2 separate regions of the Hordeum vulgare genome follow, and region 2 is linked to region 1. The links are chromatin contacts, called in public Hi-C maps. All regions are on one chromosome and are shown on one strand. The core of a region is the stretch at or near the end of the contact, and the rest is flanking DNA. Distances in the headings are between cores, read along the strand shown.

Region 1 (4,500 bases), core at 1,464-3,963:
GAGTGAATCTACACTTTAATATATATATACACACATTTGTATGTAGTCCATAATGAAATCTCTAAAAGATCTACATTTAGGAACAAATGAAGTACATTATAATTTTTTCTCTAAGATATGTATACATTATAATAACTTGTTAGTTCTATTTTTGTGAGATAGGGCCTCATTTTTTAGTTTTGCATAGGACCTTGAATTTTGTCGGCCCGGCCCTGCGCACGGTCAAGTAGAAGATCCAACAAGCAAGGACAACCTTCACGCGTGCTATTGTAGAAGGTACATCGTTGAAACGGAGACGACTTTTCATCAAAGAGGCCGTCGTCACCTTCTCAACTCCCTCCCTTAGGCAACCTAATGTACCTATTTATACCACTCAAACTTAGATCAAAGCCCCCGAGAGACACCCGACGCCATTGAGGATGCCGGAGTCGGATTGTGTGTGGGTTGATTTAGGGCCTGTTTGGTACTGCTCTATTTCAGAAAATTCAGCTTCGCTCTAGAAAAGATAATCCAAACGGGGTAACTCCACGATATACAACTCCACAAAAAACTAGAATCTGACGTCCAACTTATTGTTTTTATGATGCTCTTTAGGAGGTGCTCAATAAAATTCTAGAAGCTGGAGTAGGAGCAAAATTACCCATCACTGCCACCAGTAAATGGATACCTCTTCGTTTCTCCTCTCTCATCCAATCAAATAGATCATTTTCACCAAATTTTCCATTCGTGAAACTGCAGGTGAATAAAAGCCAAACATTCTTTTTAAAAGAGCTACAACTCCTGCATGAAACTGCTCCAAATTAAATTTGATGGAGCGAAACTGCTTCTGATGAAGCAGAGCGGTTCCAAACACGGCCTTATTTTGATGGAAATTTTGACGTTAATTTAGTTTTATGTTGGTTAGTTTTTTTAGGGGGAGTGTTATGTTAGGTGTGTCCGTCTATTTAGTGGAAGCCCAACCTTTGCTGCATTCGCACCAGGAGGCCTGGCAGAGCTAGCCCATGATAAAATTCATTGGTCATCACACAGGATCCAACCACCCGAAAGACAGGGCCCAGACCAAGCCCATCTGGCCTAGATACAACCAGGCTTAATTTGTCGACTCCCTGCTGGAGTATCTGGATTCATAAATGCTCTGTCTTACAAAAAAATTTGATAAATGCTCAGATCCACTGACACCAAGTTGCTCTCAATAAAACAACTACTGACACCAAGTTGCTCTAAAAAAGCTCCTTCTCTCCCTGAAAAACAAATACCAGCACCAAATCTTATTTTCCTTTACAGTGTTTCAGATCGATGGAAGATCAATCTACTTGTGGCTTCACTTTTTCAACAACATTTTTCTTTCCTCCTCGTGGGAGCATTAACTGTTCATTTTCAGCACCGACCACCGGATTCCGTGTGATGAGTGTTACGTAGAAGATAATTGCACTGCTAATGAACTACAGTAGCTAAGATCAAATGCAGCAGTAGAATTTAACCGTCCAACAACGCCATGATTCAACAGTGGAACATCGAGGAATCTTATCACATCTTAAGCCCATCTTAACAGGGGGAGAAAAGAAAGAGAACAAAAATGGACATTTAACAACAAAAGAAGAAGATCAGAAGAAGAAGCAGCCAGCAAGAAGTAGTAGTAACCTATCCAAATCCATGCACAGCATGCACGCACGCAGCTAGTCTCCATCGATCCGTCGGTCTCATGGACCATGAATGATCCTCCCAGCTTGAATTTTCTTCTTCTTACAAGAGGCACGCGGCGGCGGCGGCGGCAGCCACCATGGCGACGAGGCTCCTCCATCCGGCGCCGACGGCTGCGGCCGCACCGGCGGGCGGGGTTGTCTCGTCGTCCTCGTCCTCGTCCGACCCCGAGGGCGCCTTGGCTGCCCCCTTGGCGGAGGAGGGCTTCTTTCCCGGGGCCAGCGGCGCGGACGCCGGCGGCTTGGGGCCGAAGAGGTCCATGGGCAGCAGCACCTTGTCGACGGAGTAGACGGCGAGCGGCCTGGTGGCGCGCAGCGCGGTGCCGACGGTGGTGTGTACGATGCCGGTGGAGACGTTGACGGCGCTGTTGCTGGTGGCGGTGACGTTGACGGTGCAGGGCCCGTCGGTGCCGGAGGCCTGGGTGCGGACGGGGTTGCTGGCGGTCTCGAAGGACTCCATGGAGTAGAAGGTGGGGACGATGTGCGCCTGCACGAGCGTCACCTGGTCCTGCTGCGAGAGCGAGTTGAGGGTGCCCGGCTTGAGGCTGTTGAAGGCGTTGTCGGTGGGGGCGAACACCGTGAAGCCCGTGTCCGACTCGTTGGCCTGCGCGTTCAGCTGCGTGTCCTGCTGCGTCGACGCCATCAGCCGGATGAACTTGGTGTACTGCCCGGCCTTCTCCAGCACCGCCGTCACGTTCGGCGCCGCCGCCACCTTGGGCGTCGTCGTCCCCGCCGCCGGCGCGTCCGGCGCCGCCTCTTCTGGCGCCGGGGCCGTCGTCTTCTGGCTCAGCGCCGCCGGCACTGCCGCCGCCAGCAGCACCACGGCTAGCAGGACGAGGACGGCTCTCCTGGACGACGCCATTGCTGCTAGATCGAGGTGCTGGCTAGCTTAGCTTGAGAGTGTGGAGTGCTGAAAGCAGGGAGGGTGATGTGACATATAAATGGAGATGGACGGACACGGTGACGAGGTGAGATCGGAAGGGAAGATGGTAATAGTGTTGACCATGACCGGGTGATATGGCTACCGACATGATAGTAGTGGGGGCGCATGGATTGGGGAGAAGATTAAGGCCAAGTTGGCCGTGGCGATCCGCAGATTATATTCCTATTAACAAGAGGCATCAGCTGATTACAGCTGCGGAATCGTTCGAGATGCAGATCGACTTTGCCAAAATATTTATGAAGTAGAAGTAGACATGCCAGATGAGCTTCAAGTCGATCTTCTTCTCTTTTGAAAAAGTAAGCAAAACAATTAAAAGGAGGGTCTTGAGATGCTGGCGCTGAATCCAATCTGCTGCAGCCTTTGGTTGCAGGTGTGGCGGTGCGTGATGGGCGGGCACTGCATGCAGGACAGTGTGGGCAGTTTTTGTTTCTCTTTTATTTGGGCCGACTGTTAGTATGGCCGTGACGAACAAAATGGCATGTGAAGAAATGCTCGTTCCTGGTGAAAAGAGGCCGTTGCAGCTGCAGGGATCACACTGTGTCACTCACATGGGCTGCTGCTGCTGCTGCTGCTGCTTGAGGTCTCTTGCTCTGAAATTGTTGCCACGATCTGATTCTGAAATCGCCAGCGGAGGCCAAACCTGAATGAAGAAGAAAAGGGAGTGCACTGACTGAACATGACTATGATTCTTTCTTCTGGCAGACGGACTGCGTGCTCCGCCATGCCATCAGCAGATCCGTTCGTTCGACCGACAGAGAAATGTGGCGACACCTGTAGTGGGGAGCCCGAAAAAGAAAACAAACGAAAAGAAGCTGTCTGTGATGATGGGCGTATACAGATACAGTTGCCCGCCGGGAATAGCAGGATGGAGCTGTACTCAGCTACCGCTCATCAAACTCGGCCCTCGCTCGATCACCCCCCAATGATTCGCTTCCGTTTCTTTTATCACTGGAAATTTTGACGAATCTCTCGGGCTGATTAATCTGGCCGAAGGATCTGCTCTCGCAAGGCCTGTCCATTTGCTAGCTTCTGGGTCGTCAGGTGCTTATTGTCTGATTGACTGCGGGATTTCTTGAAAAATGATGATGGCTGAGCCTGGGCTTTGCCACTGCCTTCTTGCAAGATCTGTCCTCAAATCGCGTGACCTAAACTAATTGACCGATTGAGCACTGTAGCATCCTGACGATCCTTCTGTAAGTTAGAGGATACGGCTCCAAGAACAGAAAAACCTACTGTACATCATCTCTCTCTTTCTCCATGAAGTACGGCGTCTTTCAAGACGCAGTGTCGATCGGATCAATCAAGGCCTTCTTCTCTTCCAACAAAACAAAACAAAAAAGAAGCAGAAGCAGGAAATCAAGTCTTCAGATGTAGGTGTTGAATGCAATTTAATCCAGGTAGGGCACCGGTTTTTAAAAGTACAGCCTTGCATTGCATGCAGTTGTGGTGCGTGATGGCCAGTTTCTTCGGACCTGATATTAGCATGGCCATGACATGACATGACAAAATGGCATGTGCCGCAGATACGTTGGTTGGTGGTGAAAGAGGCCGTTGCCGTTGCCGTGATCATATCACTCGCTCAGTGACACTGCGCCACAGCACATCTGCTGATCTGCACATGGGTAGATTCATACAGATAGATGGATCGAGACGAGCGTGTGTAATCCAGCAGAGACGACTGGGCGTGCCGCCGCTGCATGCGACGGGCAGGTAAAGAAGGAAATACTGAAATATGATCCTCCCTCCAGCCGTGTTGCCATGCACAGTGCTCGCTCCTCCAATTTTGTGTGGTCTCTTCCTCTGAATCGTTTGCACGACTTCAAACAGGAGCAAGAATGATCGAAACTTGGCTAAACT
Region 2 (4,584 bases), core at 459-2,958, 130 kb before region 1:
ACATCACCCAAGCAAGAGGCACACTTCAGGCTCGACACATGCCTAAGTGCAAGTCACTCGGCATCATGGTTTGTTCCAGGCTTCAACGACACATCCTGGTTGAACTGAGCCTTGCACATCGAACCCGTGTTGTATGCTGATTGCGCCCTTGATTGGAGCCTCATCAAGGGCGCAATCAGCATACAACACGGGTTCGATGTGCAAGGCACTACATGGACAGAAACAGAATCATTGTATTTTTAAGTTCAAGCCGGAGAAGCACCTCGCTTCCCAAAAGGCTAAAACTAGTGGCTCTTTAAAAAATCTTATTATGCTAACACCCTTTCATAAAACCACAGCGGCAACATATTTGCTTTAAACAATAGAGGACATGGCAGAATCCTCTCAGTGTACTCTGCTAAATTTTGCATACCCGAGGAGTCACATTCATTATCTCTCGCCCTAGTTGGGAGGAGGGGCATTTCCAGTTTTCCATCAGTTCATCAAAACAGAGTGTCACTCACAAAGAAGATTTGATTTCGACGCAGAAGTTGAGTCAATTACCATCTCTTAATTTAAAGTCACATTCAGTTAATCTCTTACCCTAGTTGGAAAGAGGGGCATTTCATCAGTTCATCAAGACAGAGTGTCACTCACAAAGAAGATTTGATTTCAACACAGAAGTTGAGTGTTAAGATGCATAGTGACCACAATTCCATTAAGTCTACACACTGAATTTCCTTTTTGTCGATCACCCAATGCAACAGACAAATACGATCATGAACATGAAAAATCCGACATGTTTACACCACAAAACATAGGTGAAAGTGAAACTTAACATGTTACTTAAACATTAACCCATGGAAGCCAAAACATTCATCACTTCCTATATCAGCGGCCTTCATCGGCCATCACAACTAAATGCTCATGCTTTTGAACTGGAATAGGCAATTCTTGCAAACCTGCTATGTAAATGACTGACGCAATAGAGCAAAATCTCACTGCCGCGGCCTCCTGCGGAGCACGAACACGTCGGATTCCTCGAAGGCGTACTCCGGGTCAAGGTGCTCCCGGGGCACCTTCTCGATCACCGGGAAGGCGGCGGGCACGGCGTCCCAGAAGGCCTGGTGCGCCTCGGGGGACCGGATCTGGTAGCCGAGGAGCACGACGCCGCGCTCGGCGTCGGCGAGCGCGTCCATGGCGGCGACGAGGTGGGGCACAGACTCCTGGACGTACACGACGTCGGCGGCGACGACGAGGTCGTAGCGGCGCGGGGCGGCGAGCTGGGCGAGGTGCGCGGGGCAGTTCCAGTGGAGCTGGGCGAGGCGGGGCGCGCGCGGGAGGTGGCGGCGGTTGCGGCGGAGGTTCCGGCGGAGGGCCGGGAGGACGGCGGCGGTGTCGGTGAGCACGAGGTCGGCGAGGCCGAGGCGGGAGAGCCCCATCCCGGCGGGGCCGCACCCTGCGCCGAGCTCGATGGCGCGGGCCCCCTCGAAGCGGAGCGCGTCGGCGAAGGGGAGCGCCTCGTCGCCGAGGCAGCGCTCGGCGAACTTGACGAGGACGAGCGAGGAGTTCCAGACGGAGGTGCCCACCTCGAAGGAGTCGTTGTCCTGCTCGAAGCTCAGCACGGCGCCGCCCACCGGCAGCTCCACCACCGGAGACGCCGTGAACCGCATCGCCGCCGCCGCCGCCCGTCAAGCCAGCCAAGGAAGGGTTTTGCCTGGGCTCTCTGCTCTGTCCTCTGTGGAACTGTACTGGGGTCGTATCGTAGTCTCGTAGAAGCTTAAAGGCCCTCGTGAAAGTGTATAATTGTGAATATATCCCTGTAAATTTACATAGAAATCCTCGGGAGTACACAGTAGTTCTGATGAAGAGCATTAGGGGTTGAACTGCAAATATCAATCCCTCCCCTCTGCTCCGCTGCTCCCCCGATGGATCCCAAGGCGGCGGCGAGGTCGAAGCGCTCGCACACGGTGCACGGCCGGCGTGCCCACCAGACCCCCGCGGCAGCCGCGGCGCACAAGCAGAAGCGCGAGGCCGCCGCAGCCGGCGGTGGCCCCTCCTTCTCCGGCCCTCGCAGCCGCAACCTCCCCTCCAACTGGGACCGCTTCGAGGAAGAACCCGATGCCGACGACGCCGCGGAATGGGCCGGCGAGGTGGCGCCGCGGAGCAAGGGCGCAGACTTCGCCTTCCTGCTCGAGCAGGCCCGGGCGCAGCCCCTTGAGGAGCGGGGCCTCGGCGCGGCCAGCCGGCTCGCTTCCAAGGACTCGCCATTTGGTGAGTTATCGCTGCCAGCCTCAACATGTTTTGTTTTTGTCACTGTTTGTTCAGTGAGTAAGCTTATTCAGTTCGTCGTTTCAACCATGCTTAGGCCAATTCGGCCATCATCAGTTCGATCCTTAATCTAAATATGACTAGATTTGTAATGCGAATACTTGCTAAAGTAAGGAATGCTGCTTTGTTGAATTGTTCCTGATCATGTTGATGGCAGCGCGACTTAGAATTGAGTATATCAAACATGATAAGGTGTCCTTTGCATTTCAGTTGTAGTTATTGTGCTCTTATTAGGGTTAGGATTGAGAAGATACCCTGTACATTCATATGTGCAGCGTTGAAAATTCCAACAATAATGATTAATGAATGATTAGAGCATACCCACTACTCGCCCTCTGTTTCATATTTTTTTCTGTAAATTGAGTATGGATTATGTCATTTGCCACTATGTTCACTTGGCAAGCTTATTCAGTTTGCCGCTTGGTGATCCTTGCAATCCTTGCTTCAAGTATGACTAAATCTGTGCTGTCAACGCTTATGTAAGATGTTTTATTCCTAATTGTGTTAACACCAGGACTTAGAAAGTTGGAATCGAGTGTATCAAACATCAAGATATCCTTTGCATTTCATCATTAGTTGCTGTGTTCGTATTAGGCCTGATATTGAGCATATGTCCCTTGATTGATTAGAAGCGATGCTAATTTTTTTTGGCAAAATCTATATTTGGATTATGCTTTTGTGCGCTGAACGTAGCACAATGCGCTGATTAGGATGTGGCCCATTGTTTATGAGACTGCTTTGATTCTAGTGGTGCTAAGATTTTCATCTATGTTTCTTTTCTAGATTTTGTGCTGGCTTCTACATCTATGCTTGAGGCTAAAGGGGAAGGGATCATGTCCTGGTTTGAAGACGACAATTTCATATTAGAGGATGATTTAGCACCAGATTTTGAGGTACGTATCTGCTACTATGCTAGAGCATCTACAGCCGTATTTACCAAATCCGACCCCCTAAACGCCCGCGGACGCGTCCGGTCAGTGACCGGGTGTGTCCGTTTTGAGCCCCTATTTATCTGTCTATGCAGCCACGCTCCTCATTTTCTTTTTCATAATATCCGGTCACTTGCACGTGATTGGTGGAGATGAAGAGAGAAGGAAAAGAAAGAAAAAAAGTGGTCCGGGGTGGGCAGCGTCCTACGTGGCGGACTACATTTGTCCTCAATATGAGGGTTCGCGGACATGCCAGACGTATAGGGATGATATGAGGGGTCCTGGTGGGTCAGTTTTTTCCTTTCTCTCTCCTATCCGGTCACTGACCAGTCGCGTCAGCGGACGTTTGAGGAGAATTTGAGGAGTCCGGCTGTAGATGCTCTCATGTTTGTGAAATGTATTGTTTTACGCAATCTACAACTTGCTTTGATGCTTCATTGGGTAGGTGATGTTTAGGTCCACTCCCTGCCTTTCTACACAAGCTTTCGGTTTGATATTGTCTTAAAACTTAAAAGTTGGTATCGCTAATTTTCTAGTAGCAAATATTTGTTCAAAAATGCATGGGATTCTGGCAGGAGTTGCCCTTGGTCCTTGGTTCCTTCCTTGCCTGAGCATCCCGTCGAAGTTTGTGGAAGGAAAATGTGTTTGGTTCAAATAGACAATATTAGCATATTAGATTATTGAACAGAAAAGGATATGAAGTAATGTAGACGTTTATGTGGATTGGTGGACCCTTGTGTTTTTTTTTTACTTACAATCTATGTAAACTATTGGTCTTTTTTGTTCAGAATTTCGTGGCTTCATCACTCCAGGGCCATCAATTTGTCACATATTCATATGATAGTATATTTTTTCTAATTTCAGGTGCCTTTTCTCTCCATGGATCTACATGCATTGGCCGCTAAGCTCTCAAAGATTAAGCCCTCCCAGAGACTTTTTATGGAGGAAGATCTACTACCCGAGGATCTGGTACTACATTATGTTTTATTGCTACTGTGTTCAGCTTCGCAGATGTTATAAATATTGAATGTATTGAATCATGGAAGAATACTAACATTGCCTTCTTTTAGTAAAAAAACAGTACTGCAATTTCTGTTTCCAGTTGGTAACTTTGTTTCATGTTGGTAATTTCTTTTCAGTTGGTACTTTCCAGTTTTATAATAAGAATTGTTTCCTCTGAGGTTATTTTTCACAAATGGCAATGAAGTAAATAAATGGGTCTTTTACATTTGTGTCCCTAACTCGAACCCACTACTCAGATTTACCCCTAATTTCGAAGCATGCTCAAATTTGCCCCTCTGCCGTTAACTGACCTTACAGAAATGCCCTTCCGTTCCGTTTCCGT

Evidence for each region. Hi-C and Micro-C count contacts between places; a contact is called where the count stands out from the background.
Region 2: a Hi-C map of seedling shows a contact between it and region 1, with 1.8 times the contacts expected there. The contact joins the promoter of LOC123450284 here to the promoter of LOC123450264 in region 1. A contact is called at or near these places in 2 of 6 Hi-C or Micro-C datasets (leaf and seedling).

Annotation. Positions count from the first base shown.
Region 1 is chr1H:500,042,223-500,046,722 of MorexV3_pseudomolecules_assembly, reverse strand. LOC123450264 (fasciclin-like arabinogalactan protein 11) reads right to left here and starts at 2,713. Exons shown (of 1, transcript XM_045127608.1): 1 at 1,500-2,713. The coding sequence starts at 2,562. The coding sequence ends at 1,744.
Region 2 is chr1H:500,175,367-500,179,950 of MorexV3_pseudomolecules_assembly, reverse strand. LOC123450284 (protein N-lysine methyltransferase METTL21A) reads right to left here and starts at 1,708. Exons shown (of 2, transcript XM_045127620.1): 1 at 942-1,708. The coding sequence starts at 1,652. The coding sequence ends at 978. It overlaps LOC123450273, which reads left to right and starts at 1,848. Exons shown (of 4, transcript XM_045127611.1): 1 at 1,848-2,253; 2 at 3,094-3,203; 3 at 4,104-4,208. The coding sequence starts at 1,908.